Regions from separate parts of the Sus scrofa genome. Here regions 2 and 3 are each linked to region 1. Evidence: chromatin contacts called from public Hi-C and HiChIP or PLAC-seq data. All regions are on one chromosome and are shown on one strand. The core of a region is the stretch at or near the end of the contact, and the rest is flanking DNA. Distances in the headings are between cores, read along the strand shown. Region 1 holds the start of DENND4B (DENN domain-containing protein 4B). Region 2 holds the start of C4H1orf43 (chromosome 1 open reading frame 43 homologg). Region 3 holds the start of NUP210L (nuclear pore membrane glycoprotein 210-like).

What was found. A called contact is a pair of places that touch in the nucleus more often than the background predicts. HiChIP or PLAC-seq counts read pairs in DNA pulled down with a chosen protein or histone mark.
Region 2: an H3K27ac HiChIP or PLAC-seq map of alveolar macrophages shows a contact between it and region 1. The contact joins the promoter of C4H1orf43 here to the promoter of DENND4B in region 1. A contact is called at or near these places in 1 of 5 promoter capture datasets (liver) and 1 of 2 datasets of contacts at active chromatin or transcription factors (alveolar macrophages).
Region 3: a Hi-C map of epiblast stem cells shows a contact between it and region 1, with 2.7 times the contacts expected there. The contact joins the promoter of NUP210L here to the promoter of DENND4B in region 1. A contact is called at or near these places in 2 of 47 Hi-C or Micro-C datasets (embryonic fibroblasts and epiblast stem cells) and 1 of 2 datasets of contacts at active chromatin or transcription factors (alveolar macrophages).

The regions. Positions count from the first base shown.
Region 1 is chr4:95,744,228-95,747,541 of Sscrofa11.1, reverse strand. DENND4B (DENN domain-containing protein 4B) reads right to left here and starts at 1,664. Exons shown (of 28, transcript XM_013997083.2): 1 at 890-1,664. CRTC2 (CREB-regulated transcription coactivator 2) reads right to left here. Exons shown (of 13, transcript XM_021089801.1): 12 at 2,703-2,889; 13 at 1,912-2,571. The coding sequence ends at 2,351.
Region 2 is chr4:95,518,348-95,521,661 of Sscrofa11.1, reverse strand. It overlaps C4H1orf43 (chromosome 1 open reading frame 43 homologg), which reads right to left and starts at 1,659. Exons shown (of 7, transcript NM_001204390.1): 1 at 1,337-1,659; 2 at 843-944. The coding sequence starts at 1,402. UBAP2L (ubiquitin-associated protein 2-like) reads left to right here and starts at 1,930. Exons shown (of 27, transcript XM_021089781.1): 1 at 1,930-2,032.
Region 3 is chr4:95,572,434-95,575,747 of Sscrofa11.1, reverse strand. It overlaps NUP210L (nuclear pore membrane glycoprotein 210-like), which reads right to left and starts at 1,774. Exons shown (of 40, transcript XM_021089795.1): 1 at 1,240-1,774. The coding sequence starts at 1,487. It also overlaps a transcript of TPM3 not described here.

The DNA.
Region 1 (3,314 bases), core at 415-2,914:
ACGGGAAGTTTGGGTTGGGGCAAAGGGCGCGCTGAGCGGGAGGAAGCTGAGGAGGGAGCGGGAGGGTTGAGAGGAGCGGGCGCGCCGGCGGCCGGGGATGTGACGGCAGCAGCGCCGGCCGCCGCGTGACCCGAGCCGAAGGGAGGGGTGCTCGGGCTCCGGACCCGCGGGAGCAGGAGGGGTGCAGGGCGCCTGGGCACAGCTAGCTAACTCCGGGATGCGCCCTCCCCTCCACTTTCACTTCCCCAGGAGAGAGGAACCGGAACCAGATGTGCAGCGCCGAAGAACAGCTGGGGGAGAGCCCCCGCCCGGCCGGCGCTCCCTCCCTTCCTTCCCCGCCCGCTGCCCCGCCCGGCCAAGCCCCTACCTGCCTGCCCCGCGACTCCCCGGCCGGCCGGCCCGCAGGCGGGTGGCTCGGAGGGCGGGCTGGCGGGCCGGCGGGCGGCGGGGCTACCCGGCCCCGGACATGGCGCACCCGACTCGGGCGCCGCTCCCGCTGGAGCGGCGAGTGAAGGAAGAAGAGGCGGCTGAGGGCGGCGGGGCGCGGGGCGCTGTGGAGGGAGATCCGGGCGCTCCCAGCGTCCCCGCCGAGCTGCGCCACGCGGGGACTGTGCTGCCGCGCCGCTCGCTCGCGCTGCCCGGTCCTCCCGGCTCCCGCTGCACTGGGGGCCGGGTGCTCCTCCGCGCGCCCCGCTTTCTCCGCTCCCCCCACCCCCCTCCCGGGCTGCGGGCGCTGCCGCTCCCCCCACCCCCCTCCCCGGTCGGCGGCCGTGACCCTGGCAGCGCCTGCCCAGCGCCCGGCCGCCTGCAGCGCGACCCCTGGCGGCTGGGAGGGCCCCTTGCACGCAGGCGACTTGCCACCAGCCAGCCATAGCCGCAGGACACTGACCCCAGGCGGCCCTTGAAGTCCAGGGCGCGCTCCCGTCCCGCCCTTGGTCCTAGTCAGATGAGGTCTGCCTGCCTGGGTGAAGGCCCTGAAAGCCTGGTTTCTGGAGACCCAGGTGGCTCCCCCTACTTCCAGGTTCAGTCCCTCCTACATTCCCTTCCAGGCTAAGCCAGAATCTCTCAGTTCTCTTTTCTGAAAACGACAAGTTTTGGAAAGGGGAAGAGAAGAAGCCAGGGTGTGGAAAAGCAGCAGAGATGGGGGCAACGAAGGAGGGGCCCTACTCTCCTGACTGCTGTGTGGGGAAGAGAGGAGAGCAGAAGCTCAGATGGGAAGGATTCCAACCCAAGCCAGAAAAAGGCAACGTCCTCAAAACAAAGTTGGCACGCAAGCCTCAGCGAATGAATGAGAAGAGTGGAGAGCACGGAGTGAATTCGTGCCTAGTGAAGGGGCAGGAATGGGATTTATGGGCTTCCCTGAGACCTAGAGGCATGGGGTCCGAGACAGGCTGGTACCACACCTAACTTCCAGGTCCTCTAGGCTTAAAGGACCATAAAGAAGAGGGAGCCGACCTGAGACCTACCTGGTGCAGGTAGTTTTTAAATACTCTCTCCTTGGGGGCCTTAGCAGTGAGACCAGCTACCCTCCTGGGAAAGCTGGGGTCATTGTACCAGAAACGTTCAGAACCCAGAGCTCAGCCAGCAGTCACCTCCTCACCTCCCAACTCACTGCCAGGCCTCACGGTTGAGGAAGAGCAGTAGCTTGTCTGGCCAGAGTCCTTGTCCTCTGATGCCGCTGCAGCAAGGTCCTGGTCACATGAGAGGGCATACATCCGTCCTACCACAGGAGCCTACACCCAGCCTGGACCTCCATATCCAATGCTGCGTACAAATTCTGAGGCTGGGGGGCACCTTCCACCAACCACATGGCATTGACAAGATGCAAAACCGCGTAACCGACAAAAGGGCCTGCACCCCAAGAACCTCCTAGATCCCCGTTGCATCCCAAACAGTAGCCAACCACACCATGGGTTTGATATGATTTTTTTATTAACATATAATATATTTAATAAAAAATAATATCCACTCTGGCTCTTTCCTCCATTGCAAGGGGAAGAGTGGCGAGGAGGGGCTGGCACTGCCCACCCCTAGGCATCCGGACAAGCCCTGCCTCCGGGGCTCCCCTCTACCCCCCTGCTTTCCAACAGGCTCTGACCTCCAGACAGACGGTTCAAAGTTACAAGTGCTTCAGGCCCTCCCTTGAGCTCCCCTAGGCCCACCCTTTGTGCAGAATTTAGGGGCCACCTGGACACACCCCTTGCTTCTTCTCATTCTTAGGATCCCTCGTTCACGTTAGAAAGAGGATCTGGGGGCAGAGAGTGGAGTCTCTACTGGCCAGGGGGAAGGGAGAAAAGGGACAGTGACGGCGGGGGACAGGGCCGAGGAGAGGGATGGCGATCAGGTGCCCTCACTGCAGCCGGTCACTGCGGAACGAGTCCTCCACAGCAGGGTCGGGCAGCAGGGCACAGGGGTCGCTCAGCATGTTGAGCCCCTCCAGGCCCAGTGGCTCCATGCGCAGCTCCTCCTCCAGCCCCAGGCCCAGCTCCAGCCCAGCCGTGGACACCTCGAAGCCAGGCACTCCAGCCAAGGCTGCCGCAATCTCCTTAGAGAAACCTGGGGAGGATTCTCCTGTGTGGGCAGAACAGACAGGTGAGGACCCCACACCCTGTCAACGCCTCCAAGGTCCCCTTGGCCTCCTGCCGCGCCACCCAATGTGTCACGCCCTCCTTCCATCCCCTGTTACCAGCCACATTTCTTACCCGTGAGGATGATGTTGGGCCCTGAGCCATGGCGGGAACAGTGGGTTAAGTTCTGGTGGTTGAGGGTGTGGGGCTCCTGGGGGCCACTCACTGGCCCCTCACCCCCTAAAAATCCAGGCCCTTCGGAAAAGCCAGAGGCATCCAGCGCCAGGCTGGTGGATGGGTTGTCCATGCTGAACGGCTCCAGCTACGGACACACAGACAGGCCTTGAGGAGGAGGCCTTCAGAAGAGGGTGCCCCTGCCTGCCTGTGCCTAGCCCGGCTGACACATCCCCCGGCCCAGAGATCTTCACACACACCCCTACCCCATCCCCCGCCACCACAGGAACAAAAGCAGAGACAGAGGGAGATGGGCACAAGCAGAGCGACAGAAGTGAGCAGAAGTGAGCACGGGGCCCCAAGTAGGTGTGGGCACCGTACCTACTGGGACAGAGCACGCATGTGCCAGGAAGACAACGGGTCAAAGCAGTAGTCATCAAAGAGCAAGCTGCACGGAGGTAGCTGGGGGAGAGGGGCGGGAGTGGGGGTCAAACGCAGGAAGAGAGGAACCCCAAGCTGGCGAGGCTAATACCTGGCAGGGAAGGAAGAAGGATCTCCTCCACCTAGATCTCC
Region 2 (3,314 bases), core at 410-2,909, 230 kb after region 1:
ATTTTAGGTATGAGATGCTTATCACATCTACTTGGAAATTTTTAGGTAGGCAATTGGATGTGTAAGGATAGAACTCTTAGGAAAGAGGTATGGGATAGAGATACAATTTAAAAGTGGAAGACAGAAGAAGCAGGATAGGGGTGGCAGTGGGGTATCAAGAGTTATGACTTAGACATTTTAGGTTTGAGATGCTTATCAGACATCTACTTGGAAATGTTAGGTAGGCAACTGCATATACAAGGATAGAACTCAAGAAAAAGGTATGGGATAGAGATAAAATTTCGTCAGTAGATATTTAAAGCCAAGGAAAGGAAGGCAATTACCTAATAACTTAGTTGCTCACTTCCTGTATACACTCAGGTAAGTAGCTTCCTTTTCTTAAGTTTCAATTTGTAACATGAATGACGGAACTAGATGACTTACAGGGCCTTTATAAATCTAAAGTTGTGCAAAGGCAACCATTCTCACTGATCTGGGGTTAAGTTTAACCACCCTAATCCCATCCTAAGACAAAATTAGAAAAAAACCGCCCAAATAGCACAAAGTAGCCTAAGTTTAACTGGGAAATATACCACAATGTTTTGGGAATCTTAATCCAAGTCCTCCGTTGTGCATATGCAAAAACTTAAGCTCCTGGATAAGCTGCATGCTGTGCCATAACAGTGAACAGGTATGCCAAGACCCAAGATGACTTTTATTGCTCAATATACTAAAGTCAGCGCATGGGTAACTAAACGAGAAAACGTGGGAATTAAGTCAGTTCTAAAGGCAAAGTAAATCTTATTCTGGGCCGTAATAAATCAGAAGAATCAGGCGGCCTATCTCGTACCTTAAGGACCTACCTTGGGAGCATTGTGTCCCACAGGGACATGAGGGCCCCTTCGGGATTTCATTGCAAAGCGCATGATTTGCCTCTTCACAAAAATAAATAGCAGTACAAACACCTGTCCAAAAAATGAAAAAAGTAAAGAATCTTTAATTAAATCGTTCCAAAAAAAATGCCTTCGTTTCAAATCCCCCAATTCGGGTTCTCGAGGATGCTTTGGGTAAAAAAGTTGGGGCAAAGCAAGGCCATCAGCGACGGGGTGGATACAGGGAAGCCTGCAGCGGAGAGGCGTGAGGGTCTGCATCCTAGGGTTTAGAGGGAGGGTTCTCGGCTAGAGGCGGGGCGGTCCGAGTCGGTGACTTCTGCTCCCAGGTACTCCTGGGATAGGAGTCAAAGCCCAGAAAAAAGCGCAGGTGAGTGGGTGGAGAATGAAGACAGGGCGCTGCTCAAGAGGAGGGCCTTTACTGGGTCAGACGCGACAGCAGGGACGGGTGGGGGAAATCTCCTCACCAGGCTCCCGTAGGCCATCACCAGCACGACATTCACGCCGGACAGCCAATTACTGCCAGACGCCATGGCCTCCCCACCCTGCGCAGAACTGCTCCGGTTTACCCCGCTGCACTGCCTCGTCAGCCCGGGCTCCGCCGAGGCAACAGCGCTTGGGTTCCCTGAAGCGCCCCGGCCATTTCCTTACGGGGAAAGACCAAAGCTGACCGGGCCTGAAAACATGGCGGTTGGGGGGGCTAGGAAAGAAGAACGACGCCTTCCCGCTTCCCCCCAACACGTGACTCAGGCACGCAATGGCAACCGGGACCCGCGGGTGCGGAGACGCGGAACTAAGCCAGTAAGAGGAAGCCGAGGCCATCCGTGCGTCACGTGGTAGAGGCGGGGCCGCAGCGGAGGAGGCGGGGCGGACGCGCCGAGCCGGAGTGAGGTGTCTCGTGGCGGGGCGGCACGCGCACGCTTGCGTGCGCGTCCCTTTTCGCGTCACGTGCTGGGGGACGCAGGAAGGCAAGTGGGAGGGGGAAGGCGCGAGAGCGAGCGCGAGAGGGAAAAGGAGGGAGGGGGGTGGGGAGGAGGGAACCTTATATCACGTGACAGGGGCGGCGCGGCCCGGGGTGTCAGTGTGGAGGAGACTGAGGTAAAGTTGGGAGCGCAGCGGCGTTGGCGGCGGCGGCGGCGGCAGCGGCAGCGCGGCGGGGCCGGGTATTGTCCGCGGCCCCTTTAAATCCGCGATCCCCCTTTTACCCTCCCTCTTTTCTTCCCTATCCCCGCCGTATCCCCCTCCCTCGGTAGGCCCCCCCCCGCACCGTGTGTTCCCCACTGTACACCCCCCCCACCTAGTCGTGCGAGTCCTGGCGCCCCCCCACCCCTCGAGTCGGCCGCTGGAGGTTTTGTTTATGGTTGGGTTCGCGGCCTACTGGGCCGCGCCAGAGCCGGGGCCTCGATTTGGGAGCGTGGCCGGGGCGGGGCTTGGGGCAGCTGGAGGGGGGGCCATGCGGCTAGAGCCTGAGAGGGGGAGAGCGAGAAAGAGCGCGAGCGAGCGAGGCCTGGGCCTTGCCTGAGGTAGGGGCCTCTCTCTACCCTGGTCGGTGCCTGTGGAGAAAACGAGAAGGCCTCCTCCCTTTCCAACCCTCTGCGGGCCTCCTCTGATCCGGATCCGGCCTGGTTTGGGGGTGGCGGGGGGGGGGGATGGGGGAGGGAGGGCGTTGGGGTGGAGCTGCCCCAAACTCCCCCATGTGGCCCTCAGTTTGGAGTGCGGAGGATTAATTTGTTCCGGGTGGGAGGTAAGGAGGCGATTGGCCCCGTGAGCTCCCGATGTGGCGCTGAACGAGGTGAGCCTCCCATCCTCCGCGCGTGGGCTTGCGTCCCCTCTCCGTTTCCAGCCTCTTTGTCAGCTCCTCTTATTACCCTTCCTTCTTTCTCACCGCCCAGGCTCTCGAAATATATTTTTTTGCTGCTGTCTTTGGCTTCCTGTCGTCCATACTGTAGTTTTGGGTACCCCAAACAATTATGCTATTTGGGAGGCTGGGCATACAGGCTCCCAGAGGATGTATTACGCCTAAGGGACGTAATTAGAGCAGTAGGGTATTTGTCCAATCTTCTCATAGTGGGACAGAAATTCCAAATTTCTTCAGACCCTTCACCTTGTGGACAGTCGCTAAATTGCTTTGCAAACTGATGTCACAAACAGGAGGCTGCTCCTTTTCCACCGTTCTTGAAATGTAGCCATCTCTGGTGTAGGATGTTGTGGGGGGAAAAAAAAAACCAAACAAACCACCACAGTAACAGGCCTTTTTTGGTGTTATTGTTATCCCTTTTGCTTTTGATTGTCCCTGATTGTTAGATGGAGAACTCCTTTTTTGTTTCCTCCCCATCCACCTTACACTGCCCATATCTTTTGCTTTGGGGATATCTGATGCTGGGAGGTGACAGGGGTCAGTGACAACCCTCATTACTGGAGAACTAAAACGTTTTGGCTTCTCAT
Region 3 (3,314 bases), core at 525-3,024, 170 kb after region 1:
CTTCAGTTAGGTTCCCTTACACCTTAAGAAGCCACACAACCTAACATTGCATCTTCTCACACTGGATAATCATGTCTTTCCTCATGATCCTCAGTCAGAAAGTCATCCCCTCCCCTTTGGAGTTGATTATCCCAAAGCTGAGTGTACGCTTCAAGAGGGTACTCTCATAGAAGAAGGGAAACATATATTACAGGCACCTCTCATCTCCACCCAAAACGAATCTTGTCATATTACAAGAAATTTACACTTCATGGAGTCTGGGTCTCAGGACCCTCATCTGTAAAATGAAAATAATATAATAGTACTTACTTCAGAAGACTGTAAAAAAGGAATGTAGTAAATTGTGCCATACTTAGTTGTGGTTTTTGTTTGTTTGCTTTTTAGGGCCACACCAATGGCATATGGAAGTTCCCAGAAGAGGGGTCAAATCTGAGCTACAGCTACCGGCCTACATCACTGCCACAATAACGTCAGACCCAGATCCGAGCTGCATCTGCAACCTACACCACCACAGAGCAACACCAGATCCTTAACGCACTGAGCGAGGCCAGGGATCGAATCCCAGTCCTCATGGATACTAGTCGGATCCATTACTGCTGAGCCACAACAGGAATTCCAATTAGTTGTGTTTTTACATTGAGAACTCCACCTCATTTAGTTTTGTGGAGTACTCTCACACCCTAGGCCTCTCTAAGCTTCTCTAGCTCCTCACCTCAATAAATCTCCTCAGACCTTGGAAATCCCTCTCACTCTGTTTTAATCTTTTCAGGGCAGCAGAGGTTCCCAGGCTAGAGGTCAAATCAGAGCTGGAGCTGCCGGCCTACACCACAGCTCCCTGGCAAGGGCGGATCCTTAACCCACTGAGCAAGGCCAGGGATCTAACCTCCGTCCTCACGGATGCTAGTCAGATTTGTTTCCGCTGAGCCACGAGGGGAACTCTGAGGAAGTTCTCCACATCGGGTAACCATCAATGCCTGAAACCTCCAACACAAGCCTTCCTCGTGCCCTGAGAGCTGTCCACACAGTGACTTCCCCTCCCCACAAGGACCCACACATAAGCAGAAAATAGCCCACACAAGGAAGACAGGCCACAGCAGGAAGGGCTGGCCACTCCGCCCCCACGGACACCCCACCCCCACCCCTACAGATAAAAGCCCTTCAGGCCGAGCGGCCGCAACGTTCCTGAATGTCTTCCGTTGACTGAACCTCTCCCATCCTTGGGATCCCCCGACCCCTCACCAAGTATAGCAGCCCCGCTGTGCCTCCAGTAGGAAAGGCACCCGGCCCGGCTCCCGGCTGAAGGGTAGCAACACCTGAGGCACGTTAAGTTTGTTGGCCAGGGTTCCATGCAAAAAGAGAAACAGCAACAGGTAGCGCTGTAGAGGCAAGCAGAGCAACGCAGAGCCTCGCGGCGCTGGCGAACCCGTCATGGCGACTGCCAACCCTCGGTTCCCGCTCAACCCCAGCTGCGCCCTCAGCTCCAACATCAGCCAATCCGCAGGCGTGACGTCATCAGGAGGCGGGCCCTCCTGCTGCTCAGAATCATGGAACTGTTTTTCAGACGCTTTCCAGTAAACCAACGTTTTGCAAAGTTTAAGGCACCAAGCAGGCCACCCACTTAAAAGGGCTACTTTCTTACATGTTAGGTGGCAAATCTTTCATAGTAAAGAACAAGCAGGAGTTCCCGTCGTGGCGCAGTGGTTAACGAATCCGACTAGGAACCAGGAGGTTGCGGGTTCGGTCCCTGCCCTTGCTCAGTGGGTTAACGATCCAGCGTTGCCGTGAGCTGTGGTGTAGGTTGCAGACGCAGCTCGGATCGCGCGTTGCTGTGGCTGTGGTGTAGGCTGGCAGCTACAGCTCCAATTGGACCCCTAGCCTGGGAACCTCCATATGCCGTGGGAGCGGCCCAAGAAAATGGCAAAAAGACAAAAAAAAAAATTAAAAAAAAAAAAGAACAAGCAGAAATGTCTAAAAGGAATAAAAACACAAAACTCTCCAAATATATTCCTCCTTCTGTTGCTTGCTGTGTGGATCCTAGAGCAACCTTTTGTCCCCCGCGCCCCACCCCGCCCGATTTTCTTTGCAGTCATTTCCAGAACATTTGTCCCTGCATATAAATGGAAAAAATTTCTAGTCTCTAGTATAAACAGCTGGACTTTGTCAAGGAAGCTGTATCATTTCTACTAGGAAGTCAGATTCATGTCCAGCCTCAAGGCCAGCGTGCAGGAAATGCCAGGCACTGGCAACTCAAAGGCAGCTTTGAAAACTATCCTCTCACACAGCCTGTCTGTAAGCAAACACTCTGAGAGCTCTTCTTGTTAAATTAACTTGTTTTCTCCAAATATCCAAGAGTATCAGTTCAAAGGCTGTCTCAGGACAGTTTACTAAAACCACACATATATATAGTAGTATGTAATCTGTGTCATATATTGGTGAAGAGGTCTTAGGGTGCAATGTCTAATGAATCTACGGTTTAGAAGAATACAACTATAAAGGAAGATGCCAGTGTTAAATTAAGTAACCTATAAAAGGTCTGGCATATAAACATTAATTCTAACCTTCACATTTATGCTAACAATATATATTATCTTTATTTTACAGATAATGAAACTAAATGATTTTTATCAGTACAACTAGGGATCTGAAAGCTCAGTTTTGACCCCATTTTTGGTCAGCTTCCAGAGTGTGTGCTCTACATCAAATCCTGTTGCTACCACCCACAAAGACCTGATTTTTACCCGAACTTTGTAGTTCCTGTGGAGGAAAAACATCTGGATTAGGAAATAAAAGCAAGTAGTTCTGAGGGTTGGAGGGACTGGTTCTTTATTTCAAAAAGACACATCAATTTTCAGTATCAAAACAGTTACATTATTGGTTTTTCTTTCTCCTAATCGGCCCCCAAAGAGACCACAAAAAAGAGTACATTTTAAGCCAATTAAGCTGCAGGATGCACACCTAACAGACCTCACTGAAACCTCACCAAACGTGGGGGGAGGAGGGCAGAACTGTGTAGGGAAAGAAACTTTAAATGATCAGCACACTGCCAGCCGACTGCACAGAACTGACAGCCAGATGGGGTGACCAGTGTGCCCCAACCCCAAAGAAGCAAAGTTTCAAAATAATATAAAATTTAAAAACAGTTTTGTACATAAGCTATTCAAGATTTCTCCAGCACTAACTGACACAAAGCACAATGAGATGGCACTTTTAGAGACAGCAGCTTCAGACCCAGAAAAGGGTGATGAGATGAGTTTCATATGGCTAAATCAGTGGCAAAACATAATTTTCTTTCTTTCTAGGAGGCAGGGGAGCAA